Linked DNA regions of Sus scrofa: region 1 is linked to region 2. A link is a contact called in public Hi-C data. All regions are on one chromosome and are shown on one strand. Each heading gives the region's core, a stretch centred on a gene start, on an enhancer-like site or on the middle of the called end of the contact. The rest is flanking DNA. Distances are from core to core; before and after follow the strand shown.

What was found. A called contact is a pair of places that touch in the nucleus more often than the background predicts.
Region 1: a Hi-C map of embryonic fibroblasts shows a contact between it and region 2, with 2.8 times the contacts expected there. The contact joins the promoter of LOC110261483 here to the promoter of LOC110261482 in region 2. A contact is called at or near these places in 2 of 5 promoter capture datasets (fetal liver and liver), 20 of 47 Hi-C or Micro-C datasets (adipocytes, adipose tissue, alveolar macrophages and 10 more) and 2 of 2 datasets of contacts at active chromatin or transcription factors (alveolar macrophages and skeletal muscle).

What each region holds. Positions count from the first base shown.
Region 1 is chr7:20,729,131-20,731,908 of Sscrofa11.1, reverse strand. LOC110261483 (histone H2A type 1) reads left to right here and starts at 1,443. Exons shown (of 1, transcript XM_021098433.1): 1 at 1,443-1,969. The coding sequence starts at 1,520. The coding sequence ends at 1,912.
Region 2 is chr7:20,787,794-20,790,493 of Sscrofa11.1, reverse strand. LOC110261482 (histone H2A type 1-C) reads right to left here and starts at 1,344. Exons shown (of 2, transcript XM_021098432.1): 1 at 201-1,344. The coding sequence starts at 725. The coding sequence ends at 333. It also overlaps the pseudogene LOC110261485.

The DNA.
Region 1 (2,778 bases), core at 194-2,693, 59 kb after region 2:
GTGCCTGTGGCATAGGCTGGCAGCTGCAGCTCCAATTCAACCCATAGCCTGGGAACTTCCATATGCCGTGGGTGTGGCCCTAAAAAAAAAAAAAGTCATGAAATAATAATTTGCCTCCATCTGGACCCCATTTATGAGACTGACGCGCTGCTACTGTGCTAAGAAGTCACTGACAGGACCCCATTTATTTCTATCTCATGTATCATTAAGAGAAAAAAGAGTTTTGTTCATAACCTCTCTTGATTTTCTGATGGTTTAAGACCAGACAGACTCTACAGTAATATTAGTATAATGTTTAATAATACATATGTTAATCTCTCTCTCTCTCTCTTTTTTTTTTTAGTGCTACATGTGCAGCATATGGAAGTTTCCAGGCTACCGGTCGAATTAGAGCTACAGCTGCCCACCTGCACCACAGCCACAGCAACTTGGGATCAAGCTGGGTCTGCGACCAACACTGAAGCTCAGGGCCTGACCCACTGAGAGAGGCAAGGTTGGACTCCACATCCTCATGGTCGGATTTGTTTCCGCTGCTCCAAATGGGAACTCCATCGTTAATCTCATTTTGAGTACTTCTGTGCTATGTGTTTGTTCCCTTATTTCCTAAAAGTCCCAAGACTTCATGTACTTATGTGCTGCAAAGTTCTCAGCCTTCTAAGAGCAAGAGGTCCAGTGTAGGAAGATGGAGTTTACTGAAGTACTTACAATACGGTATTTGGCATGAAAGTGAGAAAATGAGGGTAAGACGGTTGGCAGTGGCACTGGGGAATGATGACGACTTTCTCAGTTCAGAGTCCTTGGTCCCATTAACTCAGGTTTACTTTGGACAAAGTGAACAAACTGAGTCTTTCTGTTTCAAAATCTCTAAGACGAGGATAGTGTTTACTGTGCGTACCTTCCAGGATCATATATCGTCTAAAGGCGGTAGATGAATAAAACGGAAGATTTGCTGGATTATCCAATTCTTGCCTTCAGTTTCCATTGCTCAAATAGTTTAAGAAGACTTGGACCAGGACAAAGAATTGCTTGTTTCCTGTCTACCTCTTTTTTTTTTTTTTTGCAAGAGTTAAAGAGCTGGAACAGTTAAAGCAATGCCTGGCATAGAAGTACCTATCCTTTAAATGTTACCTATTTATAAATTGTTATGTGTGTATGCCTTTCCAAAAATCATGAGTCACAATCCCAGTAGCCAAGTGTAAGAACGATGAGAATAATCATTCCTGCATCTGACTGCGTTTAAGGATAGCACTTTGAGAAAACTAAATAGATTCAGTTGTTACTATTACAAAGACACATCAGACAAGATAATACACGAGCAAACAGAACTGACACTAGATGGGAATGCTGTATGCAAATGAAGGATTCTGGTTCTGATCTCCCATTGGTTATTTAATAATAGCCAATGGGAGAATTGCACGCAGTCTCCCTCCAGTTAGTATAAATACTTCTTTCGCCCTCATCTTCGCTCTATTTCGCTTTCTCTTTTGTTTAGAAAGGCTTTCTGTTTTCCTTAGCAGTTATGTCTGGCCGTGGCAAACAGGGTGGTAAGGCTCGCGCTAAGGCTAAGACTCGGTCCTCTCGGGCTGGTCTTCAGTTCCCCGTGGGTCGAGTGCACCGCTTGCTCCGCAAAGGCAACTATTCCGAGCGGGTTGGTGCTGGGGCTCCGGTGTACCTGGCGGCAGTGCTGGAGTACCTTACCGCCGAGATCCTGGAGTTGGCGGGCAATGCAGCTCGCGACAATAAGAAGACTCGCATCATTCCGCGCCACTTGCAGCTGGCCATCCGCAACGACGAAGAACTTAACAAGTTGTTGGGTCGGGTGACCATCGCTCAGGGCGGAGTGTTACCAAATATCCAGGCAGTGTTGCTCCCTAAAAAGACTGAGAGCCACCACAAAGCCAAGGGCAAGTAAAGTATTACTTGTTTGGCAAGGTATTTTGCTTCCTATCAAGAAAAAAAAAAAAAAAAAGGCTCTTTTCAGAGCCACCCATCTTTTCTACTTAAAGAGCTGTTATGCTTTTAATTACTCTCCCCTTATATGAAGGTTTCGGTACCAGGGTAGAAGTCAAAGCTAGCAAGTGAATTACCCGAAAGAAATCTTTAGCCCCAGTAATTGTTCTTGAGGACTTTACCTGTGACATAACCATTTTACTCTAAACTGCCATCCCTGTCCCAGTGGTGAGAGCTTGGGATTTTTCCTTCTGAGTGAGAGAAGGTTATTAGTGATAAGCACAGATTTCTTTAAGGTTAACTTTCGTCAAAAATGCAACACAAAAATAAATATGCATCTAGATTCAGGAGTTTATAAAAGCATTACACATTTTATCGAGTAGATGAGAGTAAATTATAGATCCTTGACACTCCCCTTTAGTTTCAAAATCGTCTCCCTGATTGTCCACAATATTCGTGCCACACCCAAGAAAACCTTAATATTTTAGATGCTACCCAAATGTAAATTTCCCTAAGCATTTCTAAAATATCTTTGGTTTTTGAACTCAACAAAACCCGTTGACGAAGTTCTTGTTGTTTTGTGCGATTATTTTGTAAATTTTAAGAATTCTAGGGCTTTTGAATGCAAGATTATTGTCCACAATAGATATAGAGGCGAAAGGGTAAATAAGATGACGTCAGGGCGTCAGAGTCTTTTTGGTGAACTCATTCACCAATCTGAAAGCCGCTCTTGAGCCCCACAGGCTCAGAAGTAGACCAATCAGGGGAGGGCGCGGGAACGTTTGAATGTTCTTGGGCCCAATAGTCGGAGGTCTAGCTGTATAAAAG
Region 2 (2,700 bases), core at 95-2,594:
AGTTTATAGGAACCACCAAATACCTCTGCAGGTAAGCCACACAAGTTACTGATCAAAACCACATCACTCGACTATCTTAAATACGTAGCAACTTGGCTTATCATTAGATTTCCTGCAAAGGCACACTTCTATTTACATCTCAAACTTTTTCTAAAAACCTAAAGTTTTTATTATCCCAGCTCCGGTAAAAATTAACTTACCTTTGCCTCGCCTTTTTCTTTCCCCTTTCATCTATAATGTCACTAGCTCTTTTTTTTGAAATAGTGGGGGGCTCTGAAAAGAGCCTTTGGGTTTGAAAGCACTTCCGGAAACCCTGGTACTGGTCTAATTAATCACTTGCCCTTGGCCTTGTGGTGGCTCTCGGTCTTCTTGGGCAGCAGCACGGCCTGGATGTTGGGCAGGACGCCGCCCTGAGCGATGGTCACGCGGCCCAGTAGCTTATTGAGCTCTTCGTCGTTGCGGATGGCCAGCTGCAGGTGGCGCGGGATAATGCGGGTCTTCTTGTTGTCGCGAGCCGCGTTGCCAGCCAACTCCAGGATCTCAGCTGTCAGATACTCCAACACCGCCGCCAGATATACCGGAGCGCCAGCGCCCACCCGCTCGGCGTAGTTGCCTTTGCGAAGCAGGCGGTGCACTCGGCCCACCGGGAACTGGAGTCCGGCGCGCGAGGAACGAGACTTGGCCTTGGCCCGAGCCTTTCCTCCTTGTTTGCCACGTCCCGACATAGGAAAAAAATAAAAAGAAAATAAACAAGACAAGACCAGTCGTTATGGAAGACCAAGTCTACAACTAGGTAAGACACAGCCGCTTTTATAGGCATTTCCTGGGGAGTAAATTCTGTTGCCTGATTGGCTATTAACCAGACACAGTCAAGTAGCCAATAGAAAAGCTTTATTTCCATCCCTCATTTGCATAGTTCTGCCCATAGATGACAGCCTTGCTGTTTTTCTTCCAATTAACTAAGACACGCTCTGCATCCCTCATTAGCATAAAGGCCCTATAAGTACCAGAAATCCGCTTCCTGCTTTCATTTTGATCTTGGTTTTTTTTCAGGTTCAAAATGCCTGAGCCAGCGAAGTCCGCTCCCGCTCCGAAGAAGGGCTCCAAGAAGGCGGTTACCAAGGCCCAGAAAAAGACGGTAAGAAGCGAAAGCGCAGCCGCAAGGAGAGCTACTCCGTGTACGTGTACAAGGTGCTGAAGCAGGTCCACCCGGACACCGGCATCTCGTCCAAAGCCATGGGCATCATGAACTCCTTTGTCAACGACATTTTCGAGCGCATCGCCGGCGAGGCCTCGCGGCTGGCGCATTACAACAAGCGCTCGACCATCACGTCCCGGGAGATCCAGACGGCCGTGCGCTGCTGCTGCCTGGGGAGCTGGCCAAGCACGCCGTGTCCGAGGGCACCAAGGCTGTCACCAAGTACACCAGCTCGAAATAAATTGCCAAGTAAGCATCTTTACACTTACCCCAAAGGCTCTTTTCAGAGCCACCCACATGTCCACAAAGAGAGCTGCAATCTCTAACACTTGGTTTTGTGTGATTGCGTGAGTGGTAGAGTTATTTGTAACTTTGTAATTGGGTGTAAGGTGTTACACAATTAAAACCGCTGCTGTGTTGTTGACACGGTCATGCCAAAGTGTTAATCACTGTTTTCTGCCTTAGGGCTTAGCCCCCAAGTGTAAAGTCCACTCTATTTTGTGGGTTGCAGTGATCAGTGTGCTGCAGTTGGTCTGGGGTGATTGGAACATGAAAAACCTGCTTAGGTTTCTGGTGCCTTGTGTAACCAGTACAGTCAGAATTGAATGCTTTAGGGACGCTTGCAATTTGACAAAAGCTTCCTGTAAGTTCGGGAAACTAGGCGGGAAGAGAGCAGGGGCGCTGTGGATGGAACTTGGCAATACAAAGTGTCTAATAGAGAAACTTCCTTACCTGGCAGTCCTGGGCGGGGGGAGATGGTTCCTGAGAAATTCCGCATTCCCTTAAGCACTTGGTCATTTTTGCTCTAAGGGAAGATTTTGAGGTGAGTGAAACACATTTTCCATTTTATTTTATTCGTCTAGAACACATTTTCTGAACCTAGGAGTAAAATTTGCTTTTTTTGTAAAAAAGTGGGACAATACAGGAGGTAAAATTGGCTACAAAGAGAACAAGGCTTTTTCATTTGTTTTGGTGTTTTTTTGGTAGGATTTGGGGTAAGATAGCGTATCATTTAGATTGCTTAACATAAAGACCCGGTGATCTTAAATGTGCTGTTTTCTTTTGACATCTTGGAAAAATACTGAGGCCTGTCTGGTGCTAGACAGACAATTTGAGCAGGACTTCACCATCATTGGCTGTCTAACCTGGAAGTTACCTGAGAAATGAGGGGCAGCCCTGGCCCAATTAAGGCAGAAGTGCAAATATATAGGACAATGACAGATGCTTGTCACAGGAGATCAGCCAAATTTTAAGATTCCCCAAGTCCTTAAACAACTAAAACAGATTTTTTTTCTCTGCCCCTAGTGAGCCTGCCCAAGGACTTAATTGTCCCAAGTCAGACAAATGTCTCCTCACTGCCAATCTGTTTACACCATAAATGTCCAAACAGATTCACTATTCCCAGAACGACTGCAAGTTGATTGGTTTGTTTTCTTCTCTTCCCTTTTTTCCTTATAAATAAATTCTGGTTTGTCTCTATTAGATGAAGTAGTTCTGTTGCT